Linked DNA regions of Sus scrofa: regions 1 and 2 are each linked to region 3. A link is a contact called in public HiChIP or PLAC-seq data. All regions are on one chromosome and are shown on one strand. Each heading gives the region's core, a stretch centred on a gene start, on an enhancer-like site or on the middle of the called end of the contact. The rest is flanking DNA. Distances are from core to core; before and after follow the strand shown.

The links. HiChIP or PLAC-seq counts read pairs in DNA pulled down with a chosen protein or histone mark.
Region 1: an H3K27ac HiChIP or PLAC-seq map of skeletal muscle shows a contact between it and region 3. The contact joins two enhancer-like sites. A contact is called at or near these places in 3 of 47 Hi-C or Micro-C datasets (embryonic fibroblasts and liver) and 1 of 2 datasets of contacts at active chromatin or transcription factors (skeletal muscle).
Region 2: an H3K27ac HiChIP or PLAC-seq map of skeletal muscle shows a contact between it and region 3. The contact joins two enhancer-like sites. A contact is called at or near these places in 1 of 5 promoter capture datasets (liver), 5 of 47 Hi-C or Micro-C datasets (embryonic fibroblasts, heart right ventricle, liver and 1 more) and 1 of 2 datasets of contacts at active chromatin or transcription factors (skeletal muscle).

The regions. Positions count from the first base shown.
Region 1 is chr11:46,301,572-46,305,027 of Sscrofa11.1, forward strand. All of the region lies in intron 1 of KLF12 (Kruppel like factor 12), which reads right to left. Among named protein-coding and RNA genes, the nearest start is that of KLF12, 5.0 kb to the right of the region's middle. Within about 2 kb of position 1,325, at least 4 of the 83 cell types and tissues checked have an H3K27ac peak or open chromatin away from gene starts, as enhancers often do. A contact at or near this core is called in skeletal muscle, where this site is marked.
Region 2 is chr11:46,583,656-46,587,093 of Sscrofa11.1, forward strand. It overlaps a transcript of KLF12 not described here. Among named protein-coding and RNA genes, the nearest start is that of KLF12, 280 kb to the left of the region's middle. Within about 2 kb of position 1,911, at least 18 of the 83 cell types and tissues checked have an H3K27ac peak or open chromatin away from gene starts, as enhancers often do. A contact at or near this core is called in skeletal muscle, where this site is marked.
Region 3 is chr11:46,454,050-46,457,272 of Sscrofa11.1, forward strand. It overlaps a transcript of KLF12 not described here. Among named protein-coding and RNA genes, the nearest start is that of KLF12, 150 kb to the left of the region's middle. Within about 2 kb of position 1,377, at least 19 of the 83 cell types and tissues checked have an H3K27ac peak or open chromatin away from gene starts, as enhancers often do. A contact at or near this core is called in skeletal muscle, where this site is marked.

The DNA.
Region 1 (3,456 bases), core at 75-2,574, 150 kb before region 3:
GAAGAGCAGGATCCAAGAAAAACTGATAGGGAATGATAAAAACCAAGAAGCAAAACTGATGAGGTTACTGAACTACTAAAAATAGTTCATGGACATCTGAACTAAAAGCAAAACAAGACCAAGTGGAAAGTCAATTTGCTTCAGCCTTCACAATGATACCAAATGATAGATGACAGTGAAGCACTATTTCTGTATTTCTGAGAAAAGTAAGAGTTAAGACTAAATAGCTTTGATACTTATTCTAGTGAACAATCAGAAAATAAATGTTAATAACCTAAATTTTTATAATAATGTAAAACTAAGAGGGAAAAGAAAGAAAGAAATGTCATTAATTTACCCATCTTTCATAGCAAAAAGTCAAAAGGAATTGTTTAAACTCAGTCATTTAAAAAACTTGAATTATCAGAACTCAAAGGGTTTTTTTTCCCTCTTAATTCTCCAGTAGTAGCATCGCTTTGGCGAAAGGATATTAACTTGAAAGTAATAAATTCCTTTCATCTTAACTCAGTTCCATTTGCTTCCATTACATCAGAAGCAAACAAAAATATACTGCAAATACCAAGTATAAATATGATTCTATTTTTGTAAAACTGTCTCTATTTATGTGTTTAAATGCACAGAGATGCTGTAAATAATACAAACGATAACGGGTATGAGGCTGGGAGGTGATGGGGTTTTCCATGCTTTAATGTTTTTTAAAATGAGTAATACATCATCTTCTCAAATGCACCATCTTTTCAAATTATAAAGCTATTATCCTACTTCAATAATTGCACAATCTTTCTCAAACCCTGTATATCATTTTGTTCTCATATCCCCAGTCTGAGAAACGAGACACCCAAGGGTGAAGTGACTCGATGGAAGAATGACCTCATGCAGGATGATATTTTAATAAATATGTGATACCCTTATAGTTTGGATCATTATCAAATCCACTGGTTTGGCTAATAAAAGGAAGAACTTTGAATGTAACTATAGATGTCTGGAAATAGGATGAACTGCCACATGCAGTAGGAAATTCCAAGGAGTACTCATCATAGCACGAAAGTAACCGACCAACTCTTATGGAAGACAGCCACATACCAAGCACATATTAGAGTCAATGACCTTTGTGAGCACTTCCAATTCTGAAAATATTTGACTTTGTGATGTGATGTCATGCTCATGAATCTCTGTTTTATGCTATATAAATAATAGTATCGAGCGCCACCCACACCTTTAGAATGCTACAGCTCTGAGCTGTTTTCACAAATATGGCATAATTTCTTTCACCTCTAAAACAACTCTTGAAATAGGTAGGACTGGTGTTGTTAGTTCCACTGTGCAGCTGAGAAAATTAAAACTCAGATAGAAATCACTGGTCCAGATCATACAGAGAATTGCAAAGCCCAGACTTGACTTTCTTGGAATCCATGTTTATTGCCCAAGCAGCTACTCTACACAAATATACAGTGGCCCAGTGCTGACAATATATTTCTCCTACATTGACTGGGGCTTTCAAAGCAACTGTGCCTGCTTAGCTCAAAAGTGAAGAAAGGTTGGATCGTTGCTATTACATTCTTTCTAGCCTGTGTCAAGAAAAAGCCTTGAAACTTCATGGAAAAGAAATTTTATGGGCACTATATATGCCCATCACTATGAAACAAACTTTTTTTTGGTAGGGTACTGAAGCTTTCTCTGAAAGGCTTGCTACTGTTCTCATGCCTTTCAAATACAAAGAGGAAAACTCACCCACTGCTAATGCTCAATGGTTTAAGTAGCTGTTCATCACAGGTAGTCACAGAGCAAAAGTTTCAATGTGAACTTTCACAAGTTGGGCTAATGTATATGCATGCATATGTTTTGAAAACCTGCTCTAATCCAGCGGCTGAGAGCACTTCATAAACATACTGGAATGGGTGGAAAGAATGAAGCCAAGTCAGGTTTGGGGAGCCTGGTCCACAAACATTCTCAATGAGAGCGACTGTTAATATACGTGAAAGAGCTTAAGACCAGATTTTATGCCAATATATGTGAATAGAAAATAATGAATAACTGGGATCTTTTTAGAATTTATTTCATGTTTTCTAGTGGCAGATGGTAAAGGGACAAATTCAAATGCAGTAAAATTGAGTAAAAGAAAAAACTTAATGCAATATATATACATAATCATTTAATATAAATCATATTTATATATTATTGAGTACTTGATTGATTGATTGAAAGGGGTGATGAAGACAGCTCCTGGAAGTAAGACCCTTGATACGGTCACAAAGAAATATTTTACAGATGCTATTTAGGGTGCTGAAATATTAGAGCTTAAGCAGGAAAGCACAGCATAATATTCTACGGCTCTTGGCAAGATTTCATCACCATTGGCAAACTGGAAATGCACAAAATAGTTTTTAAGAGTCATATTCAAATCCCTTTCAATTATGTAGACAGTGGCAATGCTGCATCCACTGCTGACATTTTAAAAATGTCATCTTAAAAATGACCTTCAGAATATAAGTGAAATATATAAAAGATATATTTCCAAATTGCAATTTCCTCTCTGAATCAAGACTTTATTAAGACTAACAACACCTGATTCAAGCAGGTTTTAAAACAAGTATTACTGTATTCTTTGTTCTGAGGCATCTATAACTGAAGATACGAGGTAAAAAATATAAAAAAACAGCAATAAGAAAAACATAAGCCATTGGGACAAACACATTAAGTGAAATACTCCCTGCTCCTTCCTCTGTAAAGACTTCTGAACTCATGAATTATGAGCTATGAAGCACAATCATTTAGAATGAATCACATAATATACTACAGTTAATCAAGACAGTATTTTCAGTTTATCCTCAGGGTAAGTAGTAACAGAATGATTTTCCCTGCCATCATCTTCGGTTGTCATAAAATTACTTACAGAATGACACCGTCAAAATGTATAAACTTACAAAGCTAACACTAGTCCATTCATACATAAAAATTTAATAACAATTGAACAAAAACACAAATACAGTATCAATATCATACATAAGAAAAAGGATAAATATTCTCTGCATGATAATGAGTGAAAGTTTCCATGTGTACACAAGGATAAGGCAGGGAAATCTGAATTTACTACATTTGCCCTATTTGTGCAAAGGAGTATATAAAACTGTTTAACTTTATAAATGAAATTATCTATGATTTGCTGGAGCTAGCTCATCCCTGGCTCATGAGAGCTAACTGTTAAATTTTAAGGAATCTTGCGAGCTCTTTGTTTAACCATTGAAACCAGCCATAGTGGGAATATTTACACCATGGGAACTGACAAATACTAAAGACAGGGCCTCCTCATCCCATGCTCTAAAAGCATTCTACTAGCACACCACTAATCCATACACAAAAAAGAGCACAGTACAATTAATTTTCACAAACTAAATGTACCTATATAGGTAATAATGAGGTCATAAAAAAAGAACGTTACCATACACCCAGAAATCT
Region 2 (3,438 bases), core at 661-3,160, 130 kb after region 3:
GTGCTGAATTCCCTTGGCACACTGCCAGGACTCCCGGGGCATGTGTATTCCAGATTGAGATGTGCACTTGGGATGAGGAACCAATGGTGGGACAGAAGAAGGTGGTGGCAGCAACAAACTGTGGTTAAATGTGTTAAACTTAACAAGGAGTGCCTTAGCATCACTGGGATTTGGAAAGGTCACTTTGATGGTGGCTCGGAAGATGGATGGAAGGCATGTGGATGTAAGAGGAAGGATAGACTGTTCTGGGTACCACCTGGATGGTGATACAAGCAACTGAAGAAAATTCCCAGTTTTTGACTTTGGCATTTGAGTAGAGAGCATTAGTATTTACTATGACAGACACAAAAATAGATTTTCAATTTTGCAAATGAAAGTTTGAAATGAATTTGGGACATACAGGTGGAGACATTTGTTAAATGCTAAATATCTGGTTTGGAGACCAGGAGATAAGTTTATTCATTTCTTCCTTCCTTCCTTCCTTCCTTCCTTTCTTTCTCTTTCCTTCTTTCTTTCCTTCCTTTTCCTTTCTTTCTTTCTTTCTTTCTTTCTTTCTTTCTTTCTAAAATCTATCTATCCATCTATCTAATCAATCATTTATTCATGTATCTATCAAGTGATCTACCAATCATTTATCTTTTTATCTATTTACCTTTGGGAATCATAAGTCTATAAGTGGAAATCAAAGCTATGGGAATTGATGAAATTGCCCAGGGAAGTAGTGAAAGTGTTGCAATGAAGGAACTAAGTGGAGAGGGGGTGGGGTGGGGGGCCAGTGGCGGCTAAAGAAATCAAAGTTAGTAAGGAAGAAAGAAAAATCTATGATGAACATTAACATTGCAAACAAGTTTTTGAGATCTCCTAACACATTTTCTCATCTTATAAATTTAAGTCAAGGCTTAAAAATGACAAAGGATTGCCCTAAGAGCACTGTTTTATTTTCTCATTCCTGGGTGCATGTTTTATCATATTTTAATGATCTCACTTTATCAATAAAATCTGTAGTGTTTTTTGAATCTCCCATTCACCACAGCCTATAGATAGCAAAGTGTTTCACAAAAAGTAGTCACTCAATACAGTTTTTTAAATAAATTAATTTAAATATTACCTTTTGGAAATAAGAGTGGACAACTTTATTTTGGGCAGATCAAATTAAAATATAAGCCTGGTAGTGGATTTTTTTTTAATCACATATACATTAAATATATTAACATATCAGTGGAAAAATAAATTAACTGCCTGAGATCCATGGCAAAAGGAACTTTCAGTAACTTTTTTCTCCAGACGCTTCTACATAGAAGAGTTATTTTTGGCCCTTGTTCCCCTCCCTCTGGAATGTCTTTCCTTGCTCTTTCTCAAATCCTCTTCCACCTCACCATCGCCACCCCAATCCTCCTGCCTTGCCACCACGCCCAGGCCCGCCTTCTCCAAATGCCCACACTTCAATATCTGCCCTGGAACCCTAGTCATAGGTGTCAGAAGAAATCGTCAAGGATTTCAGATTTGCTTTGGCTGTAAGTGGGTGATGCATTCTGCTTGAAATGGATGACAATGGTGTACTTTCCCAGGGTTTGATCCTAATCCACTGGGAAGTCCCAGGGTGGTGTAGAAATAGCACCGTCTTTGAGTGTCAGCAGGTGGGTGGCTCCCCTGGAGGAGAGCCCATTTTCTACACCACTTTTCTGCCCTCTGGCAAAGAGAAGTGGAAGCATTTAGAAGGCTGCCCGGCCTGATTCTTTAGGCCCAGAAAGCGGTGGGTTTGATTCTTTGCGATTGTTCTCTAAGTAATGATTCATGGAACAAGGCGGTGTTTGCCTTTTTGGAAAATACAGGGGAACCACTCTCTTGGCTTCTGAGAAAACTGAAAGTGGCTGTTTGCCAGAGATTTGTGCAGCTTCCTGGCCTGGTGGGTGGAAAAAATAGCACAGGGCGACGTGAGGGAAACAGGGACTCTCCCTGCCCCCACCCCACCCCACCCCACCCCATGTGCCCAAGATGCCGCCCCAGAAAGGCTGGACAGATGGTGAAGATCCCCTTTGGTGGCATTTTCTTTGGAAATGTGAGTCTGTGTGCCAAAAGCCTCCAAAGAGAGAGGGTCTCTGCTGAGACTGAGGCGCGCCCGGCTGCATTTAGGAGGCTGGCTGCTTGGGCTGAGATTTGCATCTGTGCGTGGCGTCTGAGGATAAGAAAGCACATCTGCTGATGCGGCCACGAACGCTGCCGCTAACGACAGCGGTTCACGAGATTCAAAAGATGAGGGAGGGTCAGAAAGTTAATTACTCCGGGTAAAAAAAGTCTAAATGCTCAGAGGGATGAACGGGTTTTCTGTAATTAATTTAAGAAAAGACTCTTTTAGCTGAAAAATAGGATCTTAATATAGACATTGGTAGTTTGAATTCCATCCTCAGTTCTTGCCGTCTGTGAAAATTATCTTATTGTACTAATAACGAGTTTGGAGGCAGTAAGCTACATGCTCTTGACCGGATTTTCAAAGAAAATAAATTGAGAGTGCAGAAAAGACAAAGCAAAGCAAACAATATCTTTGATATCTTGCTTATTTCGCTGCAGTAAAGTGGATCTCACAAACGCACTGAGTGATAAAGATGGTTTCGATGGCTTTGAATTGAAAAGACCACGTAATATAAAAGAGTTGCCTTGTTGTTACAGATTTTCTGGTGCACCGGGATGACATGGATTAAATAGGAGCATTTCACTGTGATGATAACACTTTGAAAAAAATATCAGAGACACACGGGCAATTTGGAGAGATCTTTGCTGCCATTAATTGAATTTTTCTCTGTGATCCCTTTGCTGGTACATAATCAAGATGTACCAGCCCTGTGCAGAGATAAAGAAGAGAAGTGAAATACTGTAAGCATCCTACCTGATTTTTCTCACTTCCCCAATCATACTTTCCCCTGACTCTTCTGGAACCTCCACTGATGTCCTGTGGAGGCTGCAGAAGGAATTTGTACATTCGTGGTATACACTTGAACTCTGAGGGTTTACCTACGGAAACAATGCATGAAAAATCAGAGTTATATCCAGGTATCATAAGTAGGATGGTTTTTAGGTCGACCAACTGAACCGCAACCAGCCTGAATGAATTAATGTTACTATAGAAAGATATTTTCATTATTACAAAAGAAAGATCACAGAGATCAGTATTGACAAGTGTTCATCCAGATACTGTGCCAAGGAGAGGGAGTTGGGGTCAGCTGGTGATACACTTCTAGCCCCCTTGGCAAGGCTGTCAGAATTATGGCTCTGGACCCCCAGGCTACCTTATACTAATGGCAGCATATACTCAGTTAAGGTAATGTCTCTTCCTTTGATTTTAAGCTTGCCAGGCCAACTTCTGCTTATGATTTGGCTTCCTGTAGAGCAGAGGAATAGTGGTTATACTAATTTCAATATTGGGGACTTGGTGACAGGCCT
Region 3 (3,223 bases), core at 127-2,626:
CATAAGTGTAATTTATATGCTCACTTTGAGAGGCTGGAAAGTTCATCCCTTTTAGGGCAGGGGGTGGGGGATGGGGCTTGGTTTTCCTGCCAAATCAATTGCCACACCGGCACTGTAGAGTCTCACAAAGTGATTTTTACCTATGTTATTTCATCGTACCCTCACCACAACCCTGGAAACTGCATATTATTTTTCCCATTTTACAGACATAGAGGAGTTAAGAAATTGAACCAAGGTCATCCAGAGTTAGTAAGCAAGAGAGCCTGACTCAAACGGCGCTATCTCTGCCACTTAAATCAGTGCTGATTCCAGGATGTACAATCTTAGCAGATACCCGATTACGAAATGAATGAAGGTTTTCTTTACAGATATTTATGCCATTTTTTTACAATCATTTACCTTGGTTCTCATTTAGGTCTGTGGGTTTGTTTTCTTTGGGGAACGGTTGATTTCAGGTTTTGTTAGAAGTTTGCTTGTGAAACTAAAGTGGGAACACTACTACTAAATAAAGAACTTGAAAAAAAAAAAACAAAACAAACAAACTTTGCCTGTTTTCCTCCTTTTTATTCAAGTGGGTAGGGGGCTCTTTACCATAATTCATGGTCATCATGTGAACGGTGTAGGTATGGGGTGTATACCAATATAACTAGAGAATACAAAAACTCACATTCATAAATACAAAATATTATGTAATATAATAAATATAAATACTATGCATATACACACATCTAAAATAGAGAATATATTTATATATGTAGTATATACAGATATATCACGCCAGCAATCATTGCGAAAAGCCATATACACCGTTAAGCATGGTGAATGAAGCACAGGAAACACAATCCCTGGATGTGGAGGCCAGCAAAGCTGTAATAGCGGCAGCTTCTAGTGCCTCTGATGGGGGTGGGAAATCTATCCCAAAGCTCTGCAATTTTTTTCCCCTCATCTTCCACATAGCAACACAGCAGCAAGGGCTTTCCGCTGCTGCATCTGTCACTAAAAAGCAACACTGTTTGGACCCGTCCAATTATTACGCCTGTAATAAATATTCAAAACTATTACCATCAAATTCAGCAACAAAATAAAAGTTAACTTTGAGATGAAAAAAAAAAAAAAAAAAGACAGGAAGAAAGACCATCCCAGAGCAGAATTCTTTGAGCAACTATCCTGTAATCTGCTGCCAGACCAAAACAAATTTTTATGGAGCAACAGGACTACTCAAGTAGCCACTTTTATGACAATAAACACCCAAAACCGAAAAATCCTTTTGTAACATAATTACTGAGAATATATAAAGAAAGTAACCATTTAATCCACAGCATGTGTTCCCTACCGCAAGAACTCAAAAGCTGACATCAGATGGGGTGTGGCTGCCGTAGGCCCGCCCTGACAATGAATTCTGGCCAGTTGAAGTCACACAGTTCTCCAGAAGGGCCTGGGATCTAGAATCACTCACAAAGCAGGTCTCACAAAGCCTAAGGCTGCTGCCCTTCTGGGCACAGGGCAAGGCCCATCTGTTTACTTAGATTTTGATTCTGAGAGCCCTAGTTGTGGTGGATGAGTTAAGGCTGTGGTTATTGGGTGTTGCCAGTGATTTAATTGCAATACTTTCACCCTTACATTGTGCACATACTTAAGACTGAAAGGCGTACACAATTTGGACTCTGAAAAAATAAATACACATGAATTTTAAATGGAAAATGAACACTGGGCAAAAATACAGATTATTTCCACTCTGGGACCATATGGTATTTTCCAAATGGAAATGATAAAGGTAAGCGACTGCAATCTATTTTAGGAATTGTTTACAAAAATGAAAGTTGTTTTCTACAAGGAAAACATAACCGTGCTGTCGATTCAGAATAAAACTCTTTGGGGATTTTTAGCTCTTGTTCATGAATCAACATGGAAGCATAAGGAAATTTATTTAGTCAAAAAAGGCATAACTTTTTCAAATGAGTTTGTGCCGTTTCTAGTTCTGCAGAATACAAACTACGTTGTATTAATACACAAATCATCTACAGCTCGTTTGGTGACGTTGACACTAAAGGGTTTGTCACTCTCACAATATAGATAACAAACCATTGGACGCCCCCCCTCCCCGATTTAAAGTGATTCGTCTCATGTTAATTCATAGAAACATGAAATGCCACACTTTCCATTCTGTATCGTGGTGAAAACATCCAAGACGTTTCTATATTCAACTAGTTGACAGCATCACCTCACTGGTCAAGTTACTCAACACTCTAGATGAACCCACACTGGCTTGGTTCAAAATGCCGTCATAAAGGCCTAGAGGCCTAAGCACTTATGTCATCTTTGCTCGGAGAGAAAACACACCTATATTTAAGACCAAATTATTTCACTAAGTTGCTAACAGCCGGCTTCGTGCTATAACATCTAAAACTCACTCTAAGTCTGCTGAAGTGCATGTGTGTTTACCTTGCACAGAAGGCTGGGAAGTAATCCCCGAGGAACATATATTTTTTTTTTAAACGACCAGAACGCTAACGCTATTACATGCCTGATGGGTGCTCTTCAGAATGAACAGATCAAGCATCCCGATCTGTTTTTCCCTTGGCCTGGGGAGAGAGTGTGCACACCGTTTGCAGTTCCTCCCTTTCTGTACACACATAGGCTGCAGCTGTAGTAAACAAGCCCAGGCCAAGAGTTGCTAAGGTCAAGGTTTCAAATGCTATACCAGGACCAATTTTCTCCCCAATGACATTGAGTTGTGGAAAAGGAACTTTCCGGAGGGGAAAAAACAAAAAAACAAAAAAATATTAAGGGCCTATGAGCACAACAATTTTCATTCAGTCAATAGTAATTCAAGGCATTCCAAAATAAAGTTTAGCTGACAGAAGTTTCTTTTAAACTGGCATGACAAATTAACAGACAAATAACTGAAACCCTTCAAAAATAAACAGAAGGCCCTCAAGGATGTTTAGTTGCTTTCATACAGCTATAGGACAGTGTGAGTTCATAAATTATTAGAATTTCATGCAAAAATATCCCAACTTCTGCTAGCATGTTTCACAATAGCTATGAATTAGAGGGTAAAATAATAAACCCTCTTTCCTAAATACATTACAAATGTCTGCCAGTTCTGGTCTGCTCAAAAATGTGCTCCCCCCAACTCAAAGGAGCTTAACATGCCCAAGCCAGTCTCCAGACTGACCAGGCTGCAGCCATAAAGATATAACTTATGCAACCAAATGTTTGT